4 separate regions of the Sus scrofa genome follow, and regions 2, 3 and 4 are each linked to region 1. Evidence: chromatin contacts called from public Hi-C and HiChIP or PLAC-seq data. All regions are on one chromosome and are shown on one strand. Each heading gives the region's core, a stretch centred on a gene start, on an enhancer-like site or on the middle of the called end of the contact. The rest is flanking DNA. Distances are from core to core; before and after follow the strand shown.

Region 1 (3,537 bases), core at 475-2,974:
AAACAGAATCGCCTTTCAGAAGCCATACTCATGTGAAATTAGTCCTGTATATTGAATGACTCTACGTCTTTATAATGGCAGATGACACGCATGGTTTATATCTGTGTAGACATGCATATAACCTGTACCCATGGCAACTGGGAACAGAAGGCGTGGCATGACCTTGATTCTAAATGGCAATCTCTGGTTCAACAGGCTGGTATAACATTGCAAGGAGCAGGAGGAGCAGATGGATGGAAAGGAGAGAAGCGGAAGAGGCCAAGAAAGAAGAAGAAAAGAGGCCAAAGGCATGAAGAAACCTGATTCTGTCAAACTTTGGTGAAAAATGCTGGACATAAAATCGTAGCCCAAATTGGCTGCAGCTCTCCGCAGTTACAAGGACCTGATGTCCCTTCAAGTCTGATCACTTTGCCTACAGTTTGGGAAGGGTATTTACTTCCTGGGGAGCTCTGCCGGTCTGTGACCTGACTCCACTGTTCAGGTTTGGGCTGGAGCATCTCAGGTTACACGGAAAAAGCCCATCTGACAACCAGAACCCACTATGACCTGGGGCCCTGGCCCCTTCACAGAGCTCTGGGGAGGAGCCTGGACCAGGGATTCAGAGCCCCGTGCACAGCCTGGTGTGAGTCTTTTGCTTACACCTTGTTGCCTCCATTAATTTCCCTTCATCAACGCAGATGCTGGCTTGAAGGTTTTGAAGGTACAACAGTGATAAGCAGCACAAATGTAAATCAGTATTTTTTTGCCAGCACGGTTTCACTGACTTGATGCCATGGTCACACATTTCAAAATTCTCTAGCCTAGAATAGACCATCCTTGAAAATGTTTTGGACACATGTACGAAGGGGCATTTCCAGCAGCAAAGATGAACGACAATGTATGTGCACACACAGTAACACCGGCCTTCAGCAGAACATGGACCTGAAACTGCATCATGCTTTTGCTTCTCTAGAAGGGCTTGCTTGTATAACCGCAGCTTCGGCCTCCACCAAGCTTTGTGAAAACTAAATATAGACCTACAATTATAATTTAATATAGAAAACTAAATATAGAACTACCATATGACCCAGCAATCCCACTCCTGGGCATATACCCAGACAAACCTTTCCTTGAAGAAGACACATGCAGCCCTATGTTCAGTGCACACTCTTCACAGGCACCAAGACGTGGAAACAGCGAAAATGTCCATCGACAGATGAATGGATTAAGAAGATGTGATACATATACACCCTGGAATACTACTCAGCCATAAAAAGGAACAAAATATTGCCATTTGCAGCAGCATGGATGGAACTAGAGATTCTCATACTATGAAGTCAGTCAGAAAGAGAAAGATAAATACCATATGATATCACTTATATGTGGAATCTAAACTATGGCACAAATTGGGGGTTCCCATTGTGGTGCAGCAGAAATGAATCGGACTAGTATCCATGAGGATGGGGGTTTGATCTCTGGCCTCGCTCTGTGGGTTGGGGATCTGGAGTTGTCATGAGCTGTGGTGTGGGTCCAAGATGAGGCTCAGATCCGCAGATCCTGCACTGCTCTGGCTGTGGTGTAGGCCAGCAGCTGTACTCCAATTCAACCCCTCATCTGAGAACTGCCATATGCCATGGGTGGGGCCCTAAAAAAGGCAAGTAAATAAATAAATAAACAAATAAACAAATAAAAATAAAATGGGTACAAATGAACCTATATACGGAACAGAAATAAACTCATGGGCTTAGAGAACAAACTTGTGGTGGCCAGTGGGGAGTGGGAGGGAGTGGGGTGGACCAGTTTTTGCTTAGTAGATGCAAACTGTTTGCATTTGGAGTGGATGAGCAGTGAGATTCTGCTGCATAGGACAAGCAACTATATCCAGTCACTTGCAACAGACATGATGAATATATTATTAGAAAAAGAACATATATATATATATATATATGTATAACTGGGTCACTTTGCTGTAGAGCAGAAATTGACAGAACACCGTATATCAACTATAATAAAAAATTTAAAAAATCTATTTCCTCCAGTCACCCACTTTCTTTTAAATTTTTTTTCTTTTTAGGGCCACACCTGAAGCATATAAAAGTTCCCAGGCTAGGGATCAAATTGGAGCTGGAGCTGCTGACCTCCGATATAGCCCAGCATCCGGGTGCATCTGCATCATACACCATAGCTCAGGGCAACACCGGATCCTAAGTGAGGCCAGGGACTCATGGATACTCCCCGGGTTCGTTAACCACTGCCGTTAACCACTGCGCCACGACGGGAACTTCCATTTTCCAGCTTTTTTAAAAAAAAAAAAAAGTATTGATGAATATGTTTTCTTTACCCATTTTGAATTAATATTAATATTTGAATTTGTACCTTTATATTATTTCATTTGAAACAAGCAGTCAAAACATATAACCTCCAGACCTCCATAATCCTTCAAAGAACAACCCCCCCCCCGTCCCCCCAAAATAAATGGCAGAGTATGCTACAAAATAATAGTGATTATTTCTGGACCGTAAAATTAGGAGTTTCATAACTCACATATTGTTAGTGAAAAAGTACTTAGGTTACTAACAAGAGTACTTTAAAATAAGAGAGAAACAAAAGGAGATTCAAAGCAAACAGCTAAAACCAAAAATAGGCTCCACTGCCTCTCCTAGAAAAGAGCGGGGCTGTGGAACCAGCTCCGCCCGCGGCTGCCTTGCTCACATTACACCTGCTGCTGAGAGTCAAGGACACCGAAGCCAGCCGTGGACCAGGGGCCAGCCTGGGTTTCAGCCACAGTCTTGGGTCTTGAGCCTCCTTAGAAACCAGATTAAAAACTGTAACAACAAAACCCAAGCGAGGGCGTTCCCCCTGTGGCCCAGCAGAAACAATGGGTAGGATGCGGGTCTTGCCGGGTTCCTGGCCTCGCTCAGGGGGTGGGGATCGGGGCTGCTGTCGGGAAGGTCCCGGACAGGCTGGGGTCCTGCTGTGCGCTGCAGTGGCTGTGGGGAGGCCGGCAGGTGTAGCTCTGAGTTGACTCCTAGCCTGGGAACCTCCTTGTGCTGCAGGTGAGGCCCTAAAAACCAAAACCAAAAAAAACAAAAAACAAAAAAAAACCTTCCTTTCAGTTTCGTTTCTCCTCAAGCGTTCCTAACAGGACGGCTACAGGTTCTAGTAACCGGCCTGCTTTTCAGCTTCTAAAGAGAAGAATCCTTTTCTGGAGGAGCCAGACGCTGGCGGAGCCCCGGGGGGACCCAGAGCCGCCGAGCACGTGGCTCCTGGTGCAGCATCCGCGCCCACAGGTAAGTCTGCTCCTAAACTTTACCTTCCAAGCAACTTTCTGTTAAATAACAACAATAAACGCCCCCCCCCCCCGCCGCCGCCAGCCCCGACCCCACACAACACGCCCGAAGGCTGCTGGCGGCCAGAACCATCCCAAGGGTGTGCGGCCCGCGGGGCGCTTTGCTGGGGCGGCTCATCCGCTGCGTTTGGGGCGCCTGCCAAGCTTGGGTCTGGGATGCGGCGCTGCTCCTTCTGCAGCGTCCACGCGAGGCTGCAGCACGGACCGGT
Region 2 (3,537 bases), core at 574-3,073, 200 kb after region 1:
ACATGACCCTCCATCCTCATCAGGAGGAGCCAGTTTCCTAACATCTAGAGACTTCTGAGAAACTGGCCTTTGCTTTCATTTTCAACCCAACTGTGTTCAGTAAGAGTTGCCAGCTGTCCTTAACTGACACAAGAAAACTGTTTCTCTGAGAAAAGGGGAAGGAGAGCCAGAGACCCTGAATTTAGAAAATGACTATAATGTTGAGTTCCCATCATGGAGCAGCGGAGACAAATCTGACTAGCATCCACGAAGACATGGGTTTGATCCCTGGCCTCGCGCAGTGGGTTAAGGATCTGGCATTGCTGTGGCTGTGATGTACGTGGGCGGCTACAGCTCTCATTTGACCCCTAGCCTGGGGATTTCCATTTGCTGCAGGTATGGCCCTAAAAAGCAAAAAAAAAAGCTGCATAAAACCACTAAGTTAGAAAGAATCTGGGTGTGTTCCAGCAGCTGAAAGACCCAGATAAATCATAGTTTTCAAAGGTCATTAAAGTCACTCTCTGAGAAACATTTTAAAAGATAACAACATCGGGAGTTCCCTTGGTGGCTCAGCAGGTTATAAACCCGACTAATATCCATGATTATGAGGGTTTGCTCCCTGGCCTCACTCAGCGGGCTGAAGGATCTGGCCTTACCATGAGCTGTGGTGTAGGTCGCAGGGCTCTGATCCCTTGTTGCTGTGGCTGTGGTGTAGGCCGGCAGCTACAGCTCCAATTCAACTCTTAGCCTGGGAACTTCCATATGCTGCAGGTGCAGCCTTAAAAAGGAAAAAAAAAAAAGAAATTTTTTTAAGATAAAAAGATAATGGTGAAGAGGGAGCAAACACAGAGTATTTAGTCCTATTTGTTAAATCTCAGACACTGACCTCCAGGTTAGAGAAACACCTGCGCACGCCGGGATCTGGAGAGAACCTTGTAACCATCTCCCTTTCTCCTCACTCCCCTCTTCCTCGTCCAGGGCGAGAAAAAGCAGTGAGCTTAAGGGTAAACAGAGAATCAAATCTGTATCCACCTCTGACGAGCTTGGTTGACAGGAACGGGCATCATCACCCACCCTCCTCATCATCACCCACCCTCCACTGTAAGATGGAGACAGTCCCTCTTCTTTTGCCTGGTTCCGGTCAGGACTGAATTGAACATTAACACAGGTAACTCTTAGAAAACAATCAAGACATAAAGCTGTGACTTCCCCTGCTCTTTGGCAGACACAGAAAGGCAGTACAGTGAAGTGGTTTGACAGAAGGGTGTGAGATCAAGGATGATTTGGTTCAGATTATTTACAGGGCTGCGATGTGGGACAAGAGGGTACATTTTCTGTGCCTTAGTTTCTACAAAACGATGGGGAAATGTTTGTTCTAAGTTATTGAACGCATGTAGAGCGGTCAGCACAGAGCCTGGAACCTGAGCACAGGACATGCAGCCCCTTCCTGCGTGTGGGAATTAAGTTCCAGGGACTGTGTGTTCATGAAAGCGCCAGATCTGTCCTCTTCTTCACTGACCCCACACATAAAGGAGGAGCCTGGTTCACTGTGAGGCCGTTTTTAAGGAAATTAAACTTAAAGATGAGGAGGCTTCCTCATTCTAAATAGTTTTTCAAACAGACCCCAATCCTGAGATATAGTCCATTATATTTAAACATCTAGTAGACATGTTTTAAAACAGCAAATGATCTCTAAGATCTCTTCCCCCCCCCCAAAAAAGAACGTGAAGATCATGCCAAATCCATTTACCTTCCTCCCAGGATGGCTTTTAGAAATTCCTTTTATGGTTGTTGAGTCATTGCTTTGTATTCATTGCTTTCAGTTTCATATTTATTCTAAGTCTATTACAGAGGTTGCTTTGCTTCTGACTCGGCTCTAGAGGGAATCAGTAAAGCTCCTCGACACTGGCTGTGTGGACTAACAGTCAAACCCTCCCGTGAAACAGAGAAGTTACAGAGAAGTCCACTCGTCTCACTGAGAAGAGGAAAGAACTCTCAATGAGGTAAGAACTCTCCTTTTCCTCAAAGCAGCTTTCTCTCCAGGGCTGCAGGAGCCCTGCTCTGGGAAATGGAGCCCCAGTTCAGGCTGGTGCAGGAGTGGGAAGGGATTTATAAGGGTCAATTCGTTTTCTAAAAACTGAGCAGCATCAAGACGGGCGGCAGCTGAGCCTGCTGTGAGCCCAGGGGTCAGATGAAAGCCTGCTGTTCCCAGCCGGCAGCCCATCCGCGGGCGTTTACTGTGCTTGTGTGCGAGGGGAGTAAATCAGAGCTGCAAGTGCCCTAGGACTGTCTTCCTCTTTGCTGATGCTCTGTCTGTGTTGACTGCACGGGTAATTAAATTACCATTGTCTTTGATGGAACCTGCACAAGAGTGATCTGACTGTAGCTAAAAAACTGAAACTGCTACAAATATGTTATGTTCACTAGAAGGAAAGAACAGAAAGCAGATACAGTGCAAACAGCTACCTGACACTGTTAAAGACAAAGGAAAACACTGAAACCCAGGAGCTCCTGTCCTGGCTCAGCAGTTAACCAACCCAACTGGGATCCATGAGGATGAGGGTTTGATCCCTGGCCTCACTCAGTGGGTCAAGGATCCAGTGTGGCTGTGAGCTGTGGTGTGGGTTGCAGGTATGGCTTGGATCCTACATGGCTGTGGCTGTGGCTGTAGCTCTGATTCGACCCCTAGCCTGGGAACTTTCACATGCTGCAGTGTGACCCTAAAAAGCAAAAAAAAAAAAAAAAAGACGAGACAAAACCTGAAACCCAGAGTGAAAGACGTAGATTCACAACCACACTGCTCTTTGGTCATACATTTGCCTTTTGTTTCAAAACGGGCATCTTCTTTAGAAATAGTGCAGATTCACGCGATCAGCCTCCTGGACCAGCTCACTGCTCACCCTTAGGAGCCGAGTTCAGCCCCACCACCTTCCTACCAGGCGCCCCTGTGAAGAACCTTCTGCGCTGCTGCACTGCAGGCACCACCTCTTCACGCTGCCCTCTCTGTGCTCTCAGGGGGCTTGAGCTTGTTTCCTCAACGCTTCCCCTCGACTCCTTGGTTTGGCAGCGGCTTCATTCATCACCGGCTCGTCTGGCGGCTCTCTCTTCTTCTCACCTCCCCTCCTCTTCCCTCCTCGCCCCCTCCCGATCCCTTTTCCTCCTCTTCCTGCTGCTTCTCTACAAAATGGGGAAAAGAACCAAATGGAAAACTCGAAAGTATCTGGCCAGAAATACGGATGTTTCCTTTCAACAACTTTCTTCTTCAACTCTCCTTATCTGCCTCCTGAGTTTTTAAACTGTCATTGTCTTCGTTCCCTGACACACGCATATACAGGCACCTGCATGGTTTTCAGCGACATGCAATCGTTGATATTGCGGAGTTTTCCGCCACTTAGTTGGAGGCAAACTGATTGGGAAGTTTAAGTTCAGGGCCCCTTGCGTATACAAGCCCACACCAAGGCTTGGGAAGGGTCCCGTCACACATTTTTATAAAATCTGCAAAAGTAAGTTATACTGGTTTCACTTCCAGAATAGTCGCGTGTGGACGACCCGTGTGGC
Region 3 (3,537 bases), core at 345-2,844, 190 kb after region 1:
TTTTCGACTCAATTATATCACCAGATTGGGACCTCCTTGTTCTAAGACTGATTCTTCATTATCTCTACATATATCACCTCACATGTTGCTTTTAATTATCTCAAGTAATGAAGCCACTATTATGAAACATTATTTTAAATAATCAAAGCTTCTTTTCTCTCTGAACTCTGCTCCGTATAGAGTATTTATTCACACGATTTTAGGCATGATCTCTTTAACCAGAACTTGATGATTTGAAGATTTTGATAATTTTGTAAAGTTAAAAAGAGGTGGAGTTCCCGTCGTGGCACAGCAGAAACAAATTTGACTAGGAACCATGAGGTTGCTGGTTCGATCCCTGGCCTTGCTCAGTGGATTAAGGATCTGGCCTTGCTGTGGCTGTGGTGTAGACCGGTAGCTACAGCTTGGGTTAGACTCCTAGCCTGGGAACCTCCATATGCCACAGGTGTGGCCCTTAAAAAAAAAAAAAAAAAAAAAAAAAAAAAAAAAGCAAAAAGAATCTTGGTGATGCCTTAATGTTATCTTTTGAACTTCGATGTCTCAATCTCTGTAACCTGAACTGTTCATGATAAACATTTGTTAGCTTTTTGAGATACCAACAAATGCAGACTGCAGCCTGCCAGTTTTTGTTCTTATCCTAAAGAAACCAAGGCTTTCTTCTACTATCATTGACGACTTCCGATTTGCCCTGGCTGAGGGCTTAGACCTACTATGATGCGCATCTTGCCTCCTAACTGGCTTCCCTTTCTTCAGTGGATGATCACTCCCACCCCCACCCCCGCCAAATGGTTTTCATTTCTATGATCCGGACCCATCGCCTTTTAAAACAATGGCTCACAGGGACGGTTGGTAAAGCAGATGGTCTGTCTGATTTTATAACATGAGAAATAACGCTTTTATAAAGTGGGAATCCATCAGTGACTGACTCAGAAAAAAATGGCTACACAAGGATGTTATAAGCTCCTAAAATACAAGTTGTTAGCTCTTCTCACAGTCCCCGAGTTCTACTTCCTAGCATCAGAACAGTTTGCAATAAAGAAACGGAGTCTGACCTTCATTAAGTGCCTTTTACCAAAGGTAAATGTATATTTAAAAGTGTCAAGAAAGAGAGAATCTTACAACAATCCAAGCTCTTGGTTTAGACTCTGCCTCTCCTGGAACGTTATCTGGCACAGAGCTGCAGCAGCGGGCACTTCCAAGACCTTCTGCTGCCTGATTACGTTAGCATGTCATCTAGAGTCCTGTGCCAGATCAGGCTCAGCTGCAGCCTGTCTTGGGATGCTCATTTTAGAGAATATTTACTGCATTTTGTAAACCTCTTCCCACCCAGCCTTAATCTTACCTGGAGCAGAGATCCTTCAGGGTGAGAAAAAAAAAAAGACAGCTACTTCAATGTGAAAGTTATAGTGTTTAACCTCTTCCTTTTCTTCTGAGCTGAGCTGCCCTGGTTTCTCGTTTCTCTCTCCCTGGCAGTTTAGGCTTTACTTTATTCCATTGGAGTCCTGGAAGCATGCAGATTTTTTTCAGAAACCTGATGATGGGAAATCAAACCCAGCAGGCAACAGCTGCAAAGAAATAGACACAAAATGAAACTGAAAGCAGAGTCCACGGCAATTACTCACAAAGGAGCCACCAGGAGCTACGTTAATGGGCATGTCTGGAGTCATTTCTCAACTGGGATCTTTAAACTGTACTATTGGAAGATATCTTTGAGACTGCTTGCAGTAAAAATGAAAGTCCACTGGATCAATTAAAATAAGCCTATTTATGTCATGAGTGGGGCCAGTCTGAAAAGCATGGGGACGAGGAACACTTACTTTTTTCTGGGTCCGATTGCCTAGCGTGTTGGAGTCATTCGCAGGGCAGCTGGTTACTTACTCGTTTTAGTAAGTGAGGAATGTGAGTTCTCGGGGGAGTGACCATGGCTCACACACGTGGGAATTCTCAGCACCTAAGCCCGGGACGGGCACTTAGTGCTTAAGAAATAATAAATCACAGTGAGGAGAGCTGCCACTTCTTGGCCCACTTGTTTCAGACTGAGTGACAAGTTCTTCACCTAGATTGTCCCCTCCTGGTCTTATTACAGGTGTGTCTGTCACAACATTGCAGAGTGATTTCACAACTTGTTAAAATCACAAGGTACTGAGTAAGGTTTGAACCCCAAAACTCTTCTTCCAGAACCCATGCTATCCACCACCTCACTTAATACCTCTATGTTTGCTGACTGAACAATAATAACAATGTTTCTCATTTATCAGTGGCTTTCTAGGCCAGAGTATACATATGTAGTTTAAGACTCATAATTATGGTTTCGGGTATGGGTAATTATTATCCCCATTGTTTAGTGAGGAAAAAAGAGTCAGAAGGTAAGAAACATGTCTTCCTAAGTGTTCTTTGTGTATTCTAGAAGATCATATAGGCCGCAAATGTTGAGTGAGGTATTCTGTGGATACCGATTAGAACACAATAAAAGGCCATGAAATTTCTTCTTTTTTTTTTAATTCTACCCCTAGCCTCTAAGTTTCCATATGGATATATACACAAATAAATATCAATATAACATAGGTCTGAATAAAACAAATCTTTTCCTAAAATGGAACCTGCTCTTTAGTTGAAAAGAGAGTTACACTAAAAGGGAGATTAGAATCAGCGGAATGAGAAGGGTGAGTGTGGGCTGAAGAAATTCTAATGCTAAAGCGATGGTGGAGGCCCATTTAAAATATTATCCTGACTTAGAGTTAAATACTGGCAGTATGTGCCAAGCAGGAGTAGGAAGGCTGGCCAGGGATCACTGAACACCGTTACAGGCAGAAACGATGACTTCGGAAATAAATGGTCCTGGGTCCAATTTTATGCATAAGGAAAAGCAAGGAAAGGACTACAACCACATGCCATTCACAAAAAGCAACACAAGGAGGATTGCAGAACTATATGTAAAAGGCGAAACCGTAAAGTCTCTTGAAAATAATATGGAAAAATACTGTGACATATTAGAGAGTGGGGAAAGTATTCTAGGAGACAAAATACGCTACCTATATAGAAAAGATGAACAAATATGACAATATTAAATTGATATATTGTCAAAATACACCATCATCAAGAAAAGAGGCAATGAAGACTATGAGAAGACGTATGTAATTATAAATGACCCTTTCACAGACTATATAGGTAATTTCTACAAAAACAGATACTCAATGGAAAAATGGACGTGATGCCCACGCACTTCATACATTAAGAAGATGCCCAAGTGATGACAAACGTTAGAACAGGGCCTAATATCATGAGTGACGAGAGAAAGACGACGTCACATCATGAAGACACTGCAGTGCACACCCACCACAGCGGCTTAAGTGAGCAACGCACTGATAACTGCGACTGTGAGGCAGGCTGTGGAGCCGCTGGGCTTCTCAGACCACACCCCGAGGACACTGAGCACACGCACTGGCCTGGGTTTGTTACTGGTATTGACGGCATCAGGAGGTGCCTCCGGGCGCTCATGCCCTTGTCTAGTCCCGTCCACATTAAGTGCAGGGTTGG
Region 4 (3,537 bases), core at 492-2,991, 130 kb after region 1:
TTTAGGGCCACACCCGCGGCACATGGAGGTTCCCAGACTAGGGGTCGAATCAGAGCTGTAGCTGCTGGCCTATAGCACAGCTCATGGCAACACTAGATCCTGAACCCACTGAGTGAGGCCAGGGATTGAACCCAAATCCTCATGGATACTAGTTGGGTTCATTACTGCTGAGCCATGACAGGAATGCCTATCCAAGACTTTTGCCTTGTTTTTACACACATTTTGGAGCAGTGGCTACTGTCTCCAATTCCAAAGCTCCCAGACCTAAGAATCTCATCCCTATTGGGCCATTATTCCTTTGTACCCACACATTCCTCTCCTGAAGAACTGCACTCAGATTTCTGAACTGAAAGTGCTTCAAGGGTGAGCTGCTTAGAGTGCTGACCCATCCACAGCTGTAGGCTTTCACCAAACTCTGAGTAGCAGGATGTAAAAATTAAGACTCTTCCTCTCAGAATTTTCATTACACCCGAAGCTGAGGACACTAGGTGACACATAAGCACAATTTCTGAAGTTAGATGGTAGACCATTTTTTCTGGAGTTAAATCATTAGGAAATGAAGAAAAGTTCATTTCGGTTCAATCGAGCTTCGTTGACCACCTTCAGGTTAGGAACCCATTTTAGTCACTCATCCTTTTCTAATATTACACTTGCAGAGTAAGAATTACGGAATAGAATTTTTTAAAAGTACTTCTCCTGAAGCAATTACAAACAATGCAAGCTGGAAGTAAGACTCCGAATTTACGTTCCCCCTTTGCACGTAATAACATATGTCATGGTTTAGAGCCAGGCATAGCTAAGTGGTGCTACTGTCTTCATTTCAAAACACACATCTTTATTCACAATAACGAAAAGTTAACGAAAACACAGAGAGGAGAACAAGACAGCCAGTACAAGACTAAGAGTGAGAGAGAAAAAAGAGAAATGTCTTGAATCCAGGTAACTTAGCACAGATTAAGTTTATTTGGCTTTAGGTCATGTGCCGTCTCCCCCTAAATCAATCTCCATGGATCAGGAATTCCCGGGCCATGGTAATTGTCCCAGCTTGGGTTCATGCCTTGAATCTGCCAAGGTTAGCCTCAGGATTCTAGAAATATCTGTCCCTGATATTGTTGCATATACTTTTTTAGAGTTACCACATGCTTTGCAGCTCCAAATAGTGTATCATTCTGTCTAACGAAATAAACTTATTAGCAATCGGGCAAAGGACTTTTTTTCTAGCAGCTAGGCAAGGCTGCAGAGGGAACAGGTGCAAAAGCACCTGCTCTTGGTGATTCTTGGCCTTAGAACTTTGAGATCATATTCTACCGTCCTTCTTGTCCCTCACTGCCAACTGAAATACAGCTGTGGTAGTGACTCTGTGCCCTGTAGGAGTAAAACCCGGTAACAGAAACTGGTGACTAACAGAATTCTTGAGTTCATTTTACAGAACAGCAGATAAGGAAACAGCTTATTTAAAACAAACAAACCAACAAAAAAACCCAAAAAACTCTCTTCTTAAAAAACTGGGTGAAAATGGGTAGAACCAATATGATTGTACAGCGTCTGCACGGAAGAGACTTGTTTATCCCGCGGGTGACCTGTTGACATCACAGTTCAGAATTCTCCAGCGTGTTTCATTATCAACTCCCCCTCAATTTACGCATGCTCCCAGCGAAGAAGCATGTAACTTAGGAACACCTGCACAGAACACCAATCCCCTCCCCTTTACCCCAAGCTCCTCCCCTTCTGGGAGGCAGACCTAAGACTCGTTTTTCTGCCTCTTTATTTGGTGGCTTTGTCAATAAACTTTCTTGGCTGCAAACTTCAGCGTCTCAGCGTTTTGGTTTGCAGCTCCTCCAGTAAAAGGACCCGATTCCCTAACAGCAGCAGCCAAGCCGTTAACCTACAGGTAAGTACAATGATTTAAAGGATACCAAATCTGAATCAACTCCCAACCACCAAATCTGGATTCACCCTCAATCTATATACGGTTCTCCCTCCTCAGCTCCCAAGCCCTAACCCTAATCTGGATCCACATTAGTAAAGGAAAAGGAAAAAAATTCTAAGTATATGCAACTAAGTAATAGTGAATGTATCGGGGCTATAAAATCTAGAATTTTATGCACACTCATACTTCTATTGCTAAGAGAAAAAAAAAAAACCTATTGAGTTAAAAAAATACTTTTTTAAAAAAGGAAAAAGAAAGAAAATGAATCTATGAAACATAAACAAAACCTCTTCCTTTACAAAAGTACCCCTGAGAGACAGGCTGTGGAACGCTCGCTCTCATCCCACCCTTGCTTGGTTCACGGTTCACCATGGGGTCGAGACGCACTTGGGTTTACATTGCTAGGTGGGGATGAGTGGAGGAACCCCTGTCTTTGCCTGAATTCATCTAGGTTTCTGCCTCTGAGAAGAAAAAAAAAAAAAAAAAAAAAAAAAAAAAAGCCGCTCCCTTTCATTTTCACTTTCTTTTCCTGTAAACCAGACCCCTTAGTGGAGCTCCTTCAATAGGTCGCCCTCAGCTTATAAAGAGAAGAGTCAGTTTCCTGAGCAGCCAACGCAGGAGCCCGAGCGGAACCGGGCTCGCAGAGCACCTGTCCGAGGCTGCAGCATCCGCGCCAAGTAAGTTCGCTCACCCCCTCCCAGACTCATTTTCGTTAAATAGCACGAGTAAATCCCGCAGCGCCAAACCCACCCGGCTGGAGGGGAGGCCGCGGGCGCAGCGCGCGGTGGGAGGGTGCGCCGCCCCCGAGGCGCGCGGCTTGGACAGCTCAGCGTTTCCGTGGGGACCCCGGGGCTGCGAGACTCGCCCCGGTCCCCCGGACGCCAGTCCAGGGCTGCGGCACAGGGCTCTGCAAGGGCGAGGACGAGTGCATCCTTCCTCACCTACGCAAAGGGGCTGAGGGCCTTTCTAGGACTGGGGGACCCATCCTCGCCCGCACCCCGAGGCGCCGGGTAGGGTGCCTCCCCGGTCCCCTCCTCCCCTCCTCGGACAAGTTCGGACTGCCCCCTGCTGGGCACTGAGGGAGCAGAAAAGATGCTCCTGGACAGGGAATTTAAATCCTAGGAGATTCGCCATGGATTATTTTTGTATTAACACGATGTTCCAAATACTACAGAGCTGTTTTTATACGGACTAATTCAACCCCACTCTCCCTAAAAAACAAAACTGTAAATAATAACTGGAAGGTCTGATCGTGTTTGTCTATTATGCACTGTTTTTATTTATTTTATTATTATTATTATTATTATTATTATTATTATTTGTCTTTTTGCTATTTCTTTGGGCCGCTCCCGCGGCACATGGAGGTTCCCAGGCTAGGGGTCGAATCGGAGCTGCAGCCACCAGCCTACACCAGAGCCACAGCAACACGGGATCCGAGCCGCGTCTGCAACCTACACCACAGCTCACGGCAACGCCGGATCCTTAACCCACTGAGCAAGGGCAGGGACCGAACCCACAACCTCATGGTTCCTAGTCGGATTCGTTAACCACTGTGCCACGACGGGAACTCCTGCACTGTTTTTAATGACTGGTCCATGCACGAACTG

Evidence for each region. Hi-C and Micro-C count contacts between places; a contact is called where the count stands out from the background. HiChIP or PLAC-seq counts read pairs in DNA pulled down with a chosen protein or histone mark.
Region 2: an H3K27ac HiChIP or PLAC-seq map of skeletal muscle shows a contact between it and region 1. The contact joins the promoter of GBP1 here to the promoter of LOC102161784 in region 1. A contact is called at or near these places in 2 of 2 datasets of contacts at active chromatin or transcription factors (alveolar macrophages and skeletal muscle).
Region 3: a contact with region 1 is called in an H3K27ac HiChIP or PLAC-seq map of alveolar macrophages. The contact joins the promoter of GBP2 here to the promoter of LOC102161784 in region 1. A contact is called at or near these places in 2 of 2 datasets of contacts at active chromatin or transcription factors (alveolar macrophages and skeletal muscle).
Region 4: a Hi-C map of alveolar macrophages shows a contact between it and region 1, with 3 times the contacts expected there. The contact joins the promoter of LOC100155195 here to the promoter of LOC102161784 in region 1. A contact is called at or near these places in 3 of 47 Hi-C or Micro-C datasets (alveolar macrophages, retroperitoneal adipose tissue and skeletal muscle) and 1 of 2 datasets of contacts at active chromatin or transcription factors (skeletal muscle).

Annotation. Positions count from the first base shown.
Region 1 is chr4:127,220,941-127,224,477 of Sscrofa11.1, forward strand. LOC102161784 (guanylate-binding protein 6-like) reads left to right here and starts at 1,725. Exons shown (of 17, transcript XM_005663708.3): 1 at 1,725-2,861; 2 at 3,162-3,269. The coding sequence starts at 2,858. The region is part of intron 1 of LOC106510239 (a long non-coding RNA gene); the gene reads right to left.
Region 2 is chr4:127,424,581-127,428,117 of Sscrofa11.1, forward strand. GBP1 (guanylate binding protein 1, interferon-inducible) reads left to right here and starts at 1,824. Exons shown (of 11, transcript NM_001128473.1): 1 at 1,824-1,982.
Region 3 is chr4:127,407,135-127,410,671 of Sscrofa11.1, forward strand. GBP2 (guanylate binding protein 2, interferon-inducible) reads right to left here and starts at 1,595. Exons shown (of 12, transcript NM_001128474.1): 1 at 1,343-1,595.
Region 4 is chr4:127,355,053-127,358,589 of Sscrofa11.1, forward strand. LOC100155195 (guanylate-binding protein 7) reads left to right here and starts at 1,742. Exons shown (of 12, transcript XM_021090310.1): 1 at 1,742-1,891; 2 at 2,471-2,607.